Regions from separate parts of the Hordeum vulgare genome. Here region 1 is linked to region 2. A link is a contact called in public Hi-C data. All regions are on one chromosome and are shown on one strand. Each heading gives the region's core, a stretch centred on a gene start, on an enhancer-like site or on the middle of the called end of the contact. The rest is flanking DNA. Distances are from core to core; before and after follow the strand shown. Region 1 holds the start of LOC123440139 (bidirectional sugar transporter SWEET2b-like). Region 2 holds the start of LOC123444212.

The links. A called contact is a pair of places that touch in the nucleus more often than the background predicts.
Region 1: a contact with region 2 is called in a Hi-C map of seedling, with 5 times the contacts expected there. The contact joins the promoter of LOC123440139 here to the promoter of LOC123444212 in region 2. A contact is called at or near these places in 4 of 6 Hi-C or Micro-C datasets (leaf, seedling and an unstated tissue) and 1 of 1 datasets of contacts at active chromatin or transcription factors (embryo).

The regions. Positions count from the first base shown.
Region 1 is chr3H:451,896,872-451,902,426 of MorexV3_pseudomolecules_assembly, reverse strand. LOC123440139 (bidirectional sugar transporter SWEET2b-like) reads right to left here and starts at 3,833. Exons shown (of 5, transcript XM_045116711.1): 1 at 3,471-3,833; 2 at 3,162-3,381; 3 at 2,890-3,048; 4 at 2,631-2,750; 5 at 2,221-2,525. The coding sequence starts at 3,565. The coding sequence ends at 2,418. LOC123444214 (cytochrome c1-like) reads right to left here. Exons shown (of 4, transcript XM_045120867.1): 4 at 5,050-5,474.
Region 2 is chr3H:451,424,387-451,430,370 of MorexV3_pseudomolecules_assembly, reverse strand. LOC123444212 reads left to right here and starts at 4,373. Exons shown (of 6, transcript XM_045120850.1): 1 at 4,373-4,637; 2 at 4,810-4,872; 3 at 4,957-5,019; 4 at 5,088-5,216; 5 at 5,428-5,508. The coding sequence starts at 4,465. The coding sequence ends at 5,476. LOC123444213 reads right to left here. Exons shown (of 5, transcript XM_045120864.1): 5 at 5,289-5,654. The coding sequence ends at 5,620.

The sequences.
Region 1 (5,555 bases), core at 2,584-5,083, 470 kb before region 2:
TTTCATGCCGCCACGGATGACCTCGGCGGCGGGTGGCCTCGCGCCAGCGCCCGCCATGAACCCACGTGCCCCCTCTTGCAGCTCTCAAATGTGGCGCGGGCGAAGAAGGGCAAGGTTTCCGAGAAGAAGAAGAAGAAGGCGGACGGCTCCGGATCCTCCAAGCCATCGAGAAAGAGACTTGCAGGGCGTGTGATGACGGCCGCATCGGCTCCCGAAGCGCCGGCGAGCTCACTTGTTCAGCCGCCGGCCAATGCGCAAAAGGTGTTTGAGGAAATGCACCAATGGTATAAAAAAGTTGTTGTTGTTATTTTTTGAATGCATACATATAGATATCTCATTTGCTTCACTGTATATATTCTCTAGTGTCAACGATGAGGCATATATGTCAACTATGGGTGTTGGCTCCAACAATTCTCATCGGTCTCAAACCAATGACATGAAAGATGCAAAAGAAAAGAAGAAGAGGAAAGGGGATGATGAGCTCAAAAATGCTATGGAAGCTATTGTGAAGGCAAGAAAAGAAGTGAAAGAGGTGAAGAAGATGGCAAGGACCCAAGATGTCGCGACTGAGGAGAGGAGGTTGGTGGCCGAGGAGAGCAGGGTGGCGGCCGAGGAGAGGAATGTGACATTGGAGGAGAGGAAGGTGGCCATGGAGGAGCGATCTAGGTTGTTGGAATGGGAGAAGTATTTGTTCTTCTTGGACACATATACTCTTAGTGAGGCGCAAACGGAGTATATCAATCTTACCCGTGAAGAGGTCTTGATACAAAAAAGAGCGACGCTTCGCTGCATCGGTGGCGGTGGCATTGGCGGCATGGATGGCTTCAGAGCACCTCCGGTCGGCATTGGCGGCATGGGTGGCGGTGGCATGGGCGGCATGGGAGGCATGGATGGCTTCGGAGCACCTCCGGGCGGCATTGGCGGCATGGGAGGCGGTGGAATTGGTGGCATGGGAGGCATGGATGGCTTCGGAGCACCTCCGGGCGGCATTGGCGGCATGGGAGGTATGAGTTTTGCGTCGGAGCACCTTCGCATGATCTTGCCAACACCCGTGAAGAGGAGGACGAAGAATCCACTTCGGATGATGAATCGGAGGAAGATGAAGATGAAGATGAAGATGAAGACGAGGACGAGGATTGATGTGGGCATGTATTTGAACTAGTGGGTATGAACTTGGTTGAATGATTTTGTGGGCATGAACTTTTTATGTCATCATGAACTTATTTGTGTGATTTAAATTATGTCATGTCTTTGTTTTGATGTTCAAAATTGATTTTGTCTCAAAATGGGTCAAAAATGCAACACATGACAAGCGTCGGCTGCTCGTGTGCGCTGCATTTTAGCACGCCTACTGGAGCTATGTGCAGGCGCTGCATTTTAGCACGCCTGTTGGAGCCAGCGCTGGCCGCCGCGCTAAAACAGACAAACCGCATGCTGTAAACTGCATTTTACCGCGTCGCGGGTAACGCGGTTGTTGAAGATGTTCTTAGCAGTTCTATGTTCCAGGATCCATTACCATAAAGAAGTTCAGAAACAAATCTTATACGACATCATTTCTGGGGAGACACCGGTTTATAAGAATATGGTCGAGGGATCCTAATTAATTCTATTAATGGCTTGATTTTCAAATAATGTACGGACTCTCCAATTAGAAATAGAAATAAAATATACTCACTCCGTAAACTAATGTAAAAAACGTTTAGATCACTACACTCTTATACTCCCTCCGTAAACTAATACTTGTCCGTTTGTAAATACTCTCTCCGTTTCAAAATTCTTGTTTTAGATTTTTTTTAGATATGGCTGCATCTAGATACTAAAACGTGACCAGATGCATCCACATCTAAACAAAACCAAGATAATAATTTTGAGACGGAGGGAGTATATGTCATTTTAGAGATTCCACTATAGAACTATATAGGGAGCAAGATGAATGAATCTACACTTAATGTATGTCTATATACATCCGTATGTAGTTTTCTAGTGAAAACTCTATTTTTTTAGAAACGGAGGGAGTATAAGAGCATTCGGAACATTACTTTAGTAATCTAAATACTCTTATATTAGTTTACAGATGAAATACATGACATAAAATATGATGCGGTGGTATAAAATATACAAACATTCGAGACGAACTTTTTCGATACTTGTGAAGTAAAAATGCCCTGAATTGAAATATTTGTGTGGAGAAACATTTCATAAGTCATAACAAAGGCGGAATCAGAAAAACATTTCCCCTTTGCATTCTTTGGGAAAAGAATGACACGTTTGTATAAACAGAGGCATAGGCCAGCAAATCTGTACAGGCAGATTCAGCACCAACAAGGGAAAACAGGGCATGCAGTTCTCTCCTACAGAACCCTACACCCACACTTCCTAGCCAAGCTAAAACTGAGAATCGATCACTTGAGCTCTGATCAGGCAAGCAACGGCGCAGAGGAATCCTTGCACCTCCATTTCCTGCTGTAGTAAGCGTAGAGCGCCAACTGCGTTGCTCCCAGGACGACTCCAAGCCCGTTGGGCAGCTGAAAATTCAGACGGCGAGAAGTCCAATTGTCAGCACACGCATTCCGACAGATAAACTACAGCGATTCAAGCAAATGCAATTTGAAATCAGATCGGGTGCTTACATAGATGAAGAGATCGCGCAGCAGCACTCCGTATATCGCGAAGGAGGCGCTCATCAGCAGCGTGGAGAGCGAGAGGTAGAAGGGCATGAACTCCACGCACTCCGTCCGGATCACCACGCCCTGAAGAACCAACCATGGAGACACGCGTCAGAACAGTTCCATACCACTCTGTTGCGCGCCGATTGCGTACGTAAAAAGGGGATGATCTAGGTAGGAGAATTTTTTATCAGGAGCCCAGCTTGATGATTGGGAGGCGTACCATGACGGCTAGCGGGGAAGCAAACATGGAGATGAGCGACGCCATGCTGACGGCGCCGACGAACTGCTGCCGGGTCGGCTGGTCGAAGAAGGTGAGGCTCGCGTGCGCGACGAGGGCGAACGCGCAGACTAGGAGAACCAGGAGCCCTACCATCCTCAGCTGTGGAGGAAATGGATAAAAGATTTCAGTACAGGAACAGGAAGAAGTACTAACGTTTGACTGCTTCTCAGATGAAAGTGGAACGGGTTCAGCCAGGACGGGGAGGAAATTACCCTGGTCTTTCTGCTGTCGGCGTAGATGAAGAAGAGACAAATGTAGGCGAGCTGGAACGCGGCTCCGGTGCCGTTGACGGTGGCGACGAGCAGCCGGCCGTCGGAGACCCAGGGGAGGCCATACCAGAGGCAGATGAAGCAGTTGAGCAGGGAGAGCAGGTAAGGGAGCCCGTCGAACTGCTCCGTGGACTTGGCCTTGAGGATCCTCTTGAAGGTCGGCCTGAAACACAGTCCGTCGTCAGAAACCTCTCTCCACGACGATCAAGAGAACACAACACAGCACGCGTATATGTAACTATGTATGCTTACACTGGGGACAGGAAGAGAGCGAAGGCGAAGAGGTTGCCGGCAAAGCCAGCGGCGAAGCAGGAGATCTCGTAGAGGGAGAGGGAGTCCATGACCATGGATGAAAGGTTGAAGAAGCCTCCTTGTACTGTATCTTGGCTCGCTCTTTCCACGTCTGCCCTCCTTGCTCTTTACACCGGAACCCCGTGGCTTTTGTAGCGGGCGGCACGGCACGAGCCAGTCGGCGACGCGCAACCCCAGAGCCACAAGTTTGATTGTATGGTTGAATCGTCGGCAACCTAGCGCCTCTTCTCCGTGGAACGGGAGACTGCGAGCGATGGCCTCCACTCGCTCGCCAGTTAACCAAGAACTCGTCTCGCCTCTGCTGATACCGGGGCCTTCATTTCGTTGTCGTGGATCGCATGGACGTGGTCCGCGGTGCCATCAATATGTTTATTGTCAGGTAGCTCATTACTGACAAGATCATTCATCATTACCAGCTTTACGAAAAATAAATTTACTGCCTGCTAGTATGCAGTATGTGCACTGCCAGCTAGGATCTGAAGCATCTTTCCTGGCGTCCCAGGTGGTTCATTCTGGGCTGGATAGCGGATCCTCCTCATGAACAAAAATCGGCCGAGTCACTGCTTAAACATGTGGCCCAAAAGGTTGGATGGCCACCGCTTGCTCGTTCTATTTGTTTGACGCGATGGTCTCCGGCCGTGGCAACCAGATGATTGGACGGCCACCAGCACCTGCACCTCCGAGAAGCGGATGACAAAAGGCGCGTGTGAGGCTGACACGCAACACCATTTCACTGCTTAGAAATGGACTGGCTAAATTCAGCACGGAGAAATGCAATTCTGTGCTCAAAACTTGCCATGACTTGGTCCCACCAAATATGAGCGGCTACACCATCTTTCGGACATGATCGGAGTAAACATTTACACACTTCATGTTTTTCTTCCTTTTTAGTCTTCCAACTGATTTTCAATTCAAAGATGTAATAGAAAGTTGACCTGGGATTTGCAAGGATAAAGAGGCCAGCTCAAATCAACAAAATCAACACGGTGGTCAGTCTTTTCCTTAAAATTGCGAGTAAAGACCACGAAAAGCAAGCAATGTGGTTCAACTATTGGAACACAAGGAGAAGGCAAGCAAGGTAAGTCTACAAGGCAGATACATGCACGCTGCGAGACAGCAAATTCAAGAGTAACTAATGAGGTTCCAGCATGTGCCCTCAACACATATAAAAGAGCTTACCCCACACACAACAGGATCTTCATTTTCATTCCTGTATTGAACATTCTAATATGCTGTGGAGCTAGTACTCCCTCCGGTCCTTTTTACTCCGCATATTAGATTTCGGTCAAGTCAAACTTTGACCAAATTTATATTAAAAAATATCAATATCTACAATACCAAATATATACATTATGAAACTACATTTCGTAAAGAATCTAACAATATTAATTTGGCATGATGAATGTTCATAATTTTTTTTATAAGTTTGGTCAAAGTAGAGATACTTTGACTTTGGACAAAACTTATATGCAGAAAAAAAGGACCAGAGGGAGTATTTAAGACGACGATAAAGAACATCTCAAATTGTAACAGAGCCATTAAAAGGGACGTAACAGATGATACCTCCCGACAAATAAGTATAGAAAGTAAAGACCAAAATTTTCACTGTTGACCCACTTTTTAACTCATATGCTACAAGGACAGCAGAACCTAGAACATACTCCACTAGACAAGGGGGGGTAATATTCAGAATACTACACCCAGGATTTTAACCACAACCAATACAATGTAACTTTGCACAGCAAGATACGGTAAACACGGGTGGAGAGAAGCATCAGCTCGATGTCAATTCGAAATCCTTCCAACTCCATCTTCTGCGTGAGCACTCAACGAGCCTAGTTACAAGTACCCATCAGCTTTGCACAACTTTGCATCTTCTGCCTTCTTGCTTCCCAAGTTCCTTCCAATTCATGTACCTGAGCATAACAAGGGCCTTTCATGAAACTGGTAAGGAGATATAAATTAGTATGAATGAAAGGACAAGCACGAGACAGTGCATCATCAGCCAAGATTCATTATCTACAT
Region 2 (5,984 bases), core at 3,124-5,623:
CGAAACTTCCGTCGCCGAGAGCCGGAACTTCCGTCCCCGTTCTGGCAGCTTTTGGGGCACTCCGCAAAGGACGCAAACAATTTGTCTAGCCCGGTACCTGCCCGAAACTTGGCCGGAACTTCCGGGGTCCAGAACTTCCGGTCATGCCCGAAACTTCCGGTCATAGCAGGAATATGGCCCCAGCGACTAAATTCCATCCCCACCTATATATAGTCTTCTTCCCCACGAAGAAGGTGACGGCTCCATTTCTCTCTCCACCATTTTCAGACCTCGATTTCTTCGAGTTCTCCCTCCTTAGCCAACCAAAGCTCTTGATATTTTGAAGGAGAGAAGGAGGAATGCCTGATCTACACATTCACCAAAGCAAAAGTTAACCCCTGTGTTTTCGTGGTGCATATTGTTACTCTTGGAGGTTGGAGACTCCTAGGCAGTAGGAGTACTCCGGCGAGGAATCGTTCACTGGGATTACCCCCGGATAGTTTGTGAGGGTTTGGAGACCATCCCAAGGTCTACCACTAGTGGTTCAGAAACGCCTTCGTGGTGTTGTCTCAAGGAGAGAATAGGGTGAACCTTCGTGGCGTTGGTGTGCCTTTGTGGTAACATCCACCTCTCTAAATGGTGATGTAGCTTCCCTCCAAGGAAGTGAACATCGGCATACATCCTCGTCTCTCGGAGTTGCGGTTATTTCTAACCCTAACTTCCTACTTGTGGTATTACTTGTATAACTTGTATACTTGTTTCACTTGTGCTTACCTATCTACTTACTTGTTGCCTTGATTAGTACACATAGCACGACCACCATCTTTACAATTGTTAGGCTTACTTTCATATTCCGCAATATTGCCTAAAGTTGCTAAGTAACAATTAAAATTTGTACTTGTACCTATTCACCCCCCCCCCCTATAGGTCCATCTTGATCCTTTTCAATAAGGCATTACGAGTGAGTATATACTCGCTTCATCAGATTATACTCCCTAGTGTTGTGAGATCTACACCATTTTGGAGATTATCTTCAAGGTGACATATTTAGCAATTTGAGATTCACACTAATGGTTTCAAGATAATTTATTGAAATACCCATTGATTTTTTTAAGTTCATTACAACATCAACCATGATCGTCTTTAATTTACTGACTGTAAATTAATTATCTCTGGTTTACCCATAGAGGTAACATATGGCTATTGAATTTGAGGTATTCGCCCTCAATGGCCGCCACTGCCCTATCTGGGCCATGGACATCATGATTGCTCTTGTGTCTCGTGGGATAATGTGTGGAATCCAGGATTCACTTCTGATCGGGATCACAACGCTACTATTGTGATCCAGGATTCAGATCTCAGCATCTGGTTATTTTGTATCAAGAATTCCTGGGATACAATGACTCAAGGGTAAAGGTTTGAAATTCACTTCAACCTTCAACCCGACATCACCAATGATGACATGACACTATGAGCACGGAGAACGTGATGGTACCGACATGTTTGGAGACTATGAAAGTCTATCAGTCTCGTGAGTGGTCAATATAATTTATGTCCATTTATGATGTTATAGCAACAACATAAGTATTGTTGTCGTCATATATTGTATCAGCATTTTGGTACAAATATATTTGTATGTATTCTATTTATCTGAGAGTGATTTTCATACTGAAAATCTTCATGTCTATATATAGATTTCTACGAGGGTTAGTCTGATGAAATATGATATGTGCCTTATGGACATATGCACCACGACTCTATCCTCAACGAAGTGAAATGTTTTCACTCTCGTTGAGAGAAACGAGATATTTTAAAATTGCTAGACGCGAAGAGGTATTTGTTGGCTCAACTCGAGTCATATTTACTATCCCTGTGGGTACTCGAGTAATGTCAAGATGTTTTATTGGTTCTCGGTTTACCTCGTACCCTACTAAACTATAGAGGTATCCGTCAAAACAGTTTCCATAGTGAAACTTATGATGACAACAAAGAGGAATATATTCTCTTTACCATATGCAACAGATATGGCAAGCACATTCTCTATGTATCATCCGGATTGTACTACACATATTACAAAGCCCGTAGCACATGTTGCGCCCAAGATAGTTTCCTTAAATGTCTTGTACATGACAAACTTGGCATACTCTCCTTGGTCATCGAGACATTGGGTTGAAACCGGAACTATCAACAATTCCAATAGTTTATGATTATTATGATGTTAAATTCTAACGATATTTGGATTTTTTGTGCACTACATGTGACACGGTGAAGCTAATTTTAAGGCTCGCGCACCTTAAAGTCTACGCTGAACCACTCAGACTCCTTGAATGCATCAAGTTGAGGTAAGTGGCTCTTTCCATCCATTGACTAGAATATTCGGGTGTTCCATGGTTCTAAAAGGCACATCTACATGATGGTCTTAAGTGTGTGCTTTATTCACACAAAAACCATTGGCTCATTATCCTGACATTGATTTCAAGCAAATCAAATGGACAAGTTGCTGAATTCTCCTTGAGTGCCTTCTCTATGGCCCTTGAATTGAAGTTTAGCAATTTGTCATATTTGTCTAGACTCAAAATGGTTTGATAGAATCATATCCAAAGAATTAAGCCCATTGCATTATCTTTACTTTGGAATTGCAACTTACCAACTTTACCTTGGAGTCATGCAGTTTTACACGCTCATGACAAAACTGCATAATATTATTCCCCTCTATCTTTGATACGTGGAAATCTACCAAGTATTTTTCCCATTTGCAGTAATTCGGTTGGATACCGATATCATCACCCCGCATACATCATTGGCCCCTCAACATATAGTTGGGATCTATATGAGGAATATCTATATGAGGAATAACTGTATTTTCGTCAATACCTCAAGCCCCTCGCATGGGGAGTTATTCAAGGCCAGTATAATGATTCATGAGGAATATTTCCAGGCATTAGGGGAGATTTCAACATTGGCCCCCCAACATATAGTTGGGATCTATATGAGGAATAATTATATTTCTGTCAATACCTCAAGCCCCTCGCATGGGGAGTTATTCAATCCAGTATGCTGATTCATGAGGAATATTTCCAGGCATTAAGGGAGCTTTCAAGTACCATAAGGCATTAAGGGAGCTTTCTAAATTGAAATGCAAAATGCAACATACATTGTGTAAAGATCGGTAAGTCACCATACGACTTATTGTTGTCGGTGCATATGATAGAACCGACGTAGTGAGTTTCTTATGCACAAGGATTACACGTACAATTATGATTATTTATAATTGTGTGTCTGCAATGACAACACATGTATTCATCTAAATGAAGGAGTTGTAGCAACATGTCAAACACATATATCCTTATTTTTCCCACAGGTTTTTGGAGGAATTACACTAACAAGCATGGATTAGGAGGAGTGTTAGGATTTCATTAATCTTATTAATCCCTAGTTTTCCTAACCGAGGAGGTTGCCTCGTGTCCCTTCGGCCGCACCCCTTCGGGGCTATATATATTTATCTACCACCGGTGGTAGTTACCACCACTTGCTTTTTGTTTGTTGTATGTAATATCTATCAAATCAAAGAGTATGTACGCGTAGTATGTAGTATATAATAATGTTTTGGTAGTATATATACTATTTTTTGCTAGTATGTATCATATTTTGTGTATGTTCTTTTTTACGTACAAAAATATATGTATTTCACAAATATAATAAAAATTATGGGGTAACTTGTAATTTTTTTTATGGAACTCACTTTAAAAAATCTAATATATAATATATAAACATAATAAAAATGATAAAATAATATATATACTACAACATGATAGTATATGCGACATGTGGGATAACTATTCCTCATCCAGGGTGACGAATAGCGCGATATATAAGAATAGTTATTCCTCACCCCACCCCGTCTCCCACGATCAAAAGATAAGGAAGAAAACTAAGTAAGGTAAGATTACAACGTGATAAAAAGAAAAGGTAAGATTACGACCTAAAAAAAAGGAAATCCTCTCTTTCGTGAAGAAAATAACGATCATAAAATTATCTCATGCATGTGAAAAAATTACGTCCTGACCAGGACGAGGAATAACTTATTCCTCACCCTGGGTGTTTAATAGCGTAACTATATGTATGTGTAATCCATCATCAATGAGAACAACTATTCACTTTACATATTTTATCTTATCTCTCGTTTCCTACTCTAAACATTTTTTTACAAGATCCACGGACAGAGGGGTAGAACGCCCCTTGTCCTACAACATGTTTGCGAAAATTTATTAAACAAAATAGATATTTTCTAATCTAAAGGGAGAGAAAAATCCATGTCCGTAAATGGGCCGACCCAATTAGACCCCAATTAGACGAGCACCCACAAAAGCCCACCCACCCACCCGGTCTCTCGTCTCTCTCAAACCCTCGCTCCCTCCCCGAGATCTGTCTCTACCCCACAGAAGAAATCCTTCAGCCGCCGCCGTCGCCGCCGAAATCGAAATAATGTCGCCACCGGTCTTGACCACGGTCGTCACCGGCATGGTGCTGGCCACGGGAACTGTTGAGCTCGTGAGGGGCGCCGTGGACGCCATCTCCGCCCTGGCAGAGAGAAATTGCAGCAAGTGCAATCTCAAAGTTAAGATCGGGGAGATGGTAAAGCACCTCGAGGATCATCTGTGAGTAGTATTTCGACCCGACCAAACCCCTCTCTCCCTGCGACTCCTCCTTCCTCCATCCTCTGTGGTATTGGGTTCCCTGCGACTCCTCCTTCCTCCCTCCTCTGTGGTGTTGGGTTCGTTACCTCGAGTCAGAGCAGACGAGACTGAGAGATTGCGTGGGTGGTTGCAGTGACGAAGACGAGATGCTGTACGCTAAGGACAAGGAAGCAATGGAGCGCAAGCTCGAGCTGATGTATGTCCCGTCTTTGACACCCTCCCTCCCTTCTCTGTTTGGCATGGAGGTTCTCTCGTGACGGACCAGATTGACTACGTGCAGGGAACAACTGGAGAAGAGGCTAAGGGATGACAAAGCAGATCTCATGCATAAGCTGGAGACCATGTGCGTGCGTCCTAGCTTGAATGACTTCCTTTTTTGTTTTTCACCTCCCAAGCTGACCGTCATTTCAGTGATAATGCACACAAGGTGGAGAAGAGGCGACTCAAGGTCGAAAAGGCTGAGCTCAAGGAGGAGCTGCTGCAGGCCAAAATCAAGGAGGCCCGGTTGAAAGACCTGGCACTGTCGGAAATCAGAATCAGGTGTGAAGTTTGCTCCGAGTCTCTGCTTGCCAAAAACAGAGATGCTCATATGGAGATTCATAGGTACTCTTCTAGGACAAAATCATGACTGTCATTCTGTGCAGGTTAAGTTGGAATAATCTGTTGTATATGAACCTAAATTAGTACCTACTGTACATCTCTACTTTCATCTCTGTTGTCAACATCTAAAAATTGTGTGGCACCTCTGCAGAAAGGAGCATAAGGTCATGAGCAAGTACTACCGTATGTTGCGCAAATAGTGTTTACTGAACCATTTGTGAGCACACCAAAGGTAAAACACTTGTACCTCTTCTCATCTCATGATATGGTAATTTAAATTTGTCTAATAGCAGGCCTGCTCGCATTCATTCTCATGGTTCAGCAGCAAATCTGGACCTACCCTCTAAATAGAACACCTGCTCGACTGTGGTAACAACCCTGTCAATAAGTTTATACAATCAACGGTTTATCAAGTTCGCTTTACAGGCTTGTATAAGAAAAATACATCCGCTTCAATCTCACTAGCTCATTTGCACAAATAGGGCATACAAATACTGTTCAAGTTTCACCCTCTCCTGCAGAAGGTGCTGCATCTTTTATAAATTGATGCTATTAAAACATTACCATCAGTTTTGTGAAGTTGTTTGATGTGAAGCAGCTATTGAGTATTGACTGATGTCTCTTTGCCAAACTGCTACTATTGACAGCACACTCATGCTTTTTGGGCTCTATGTTTATTTATTTACACGATACTAACATAGTTCTTCC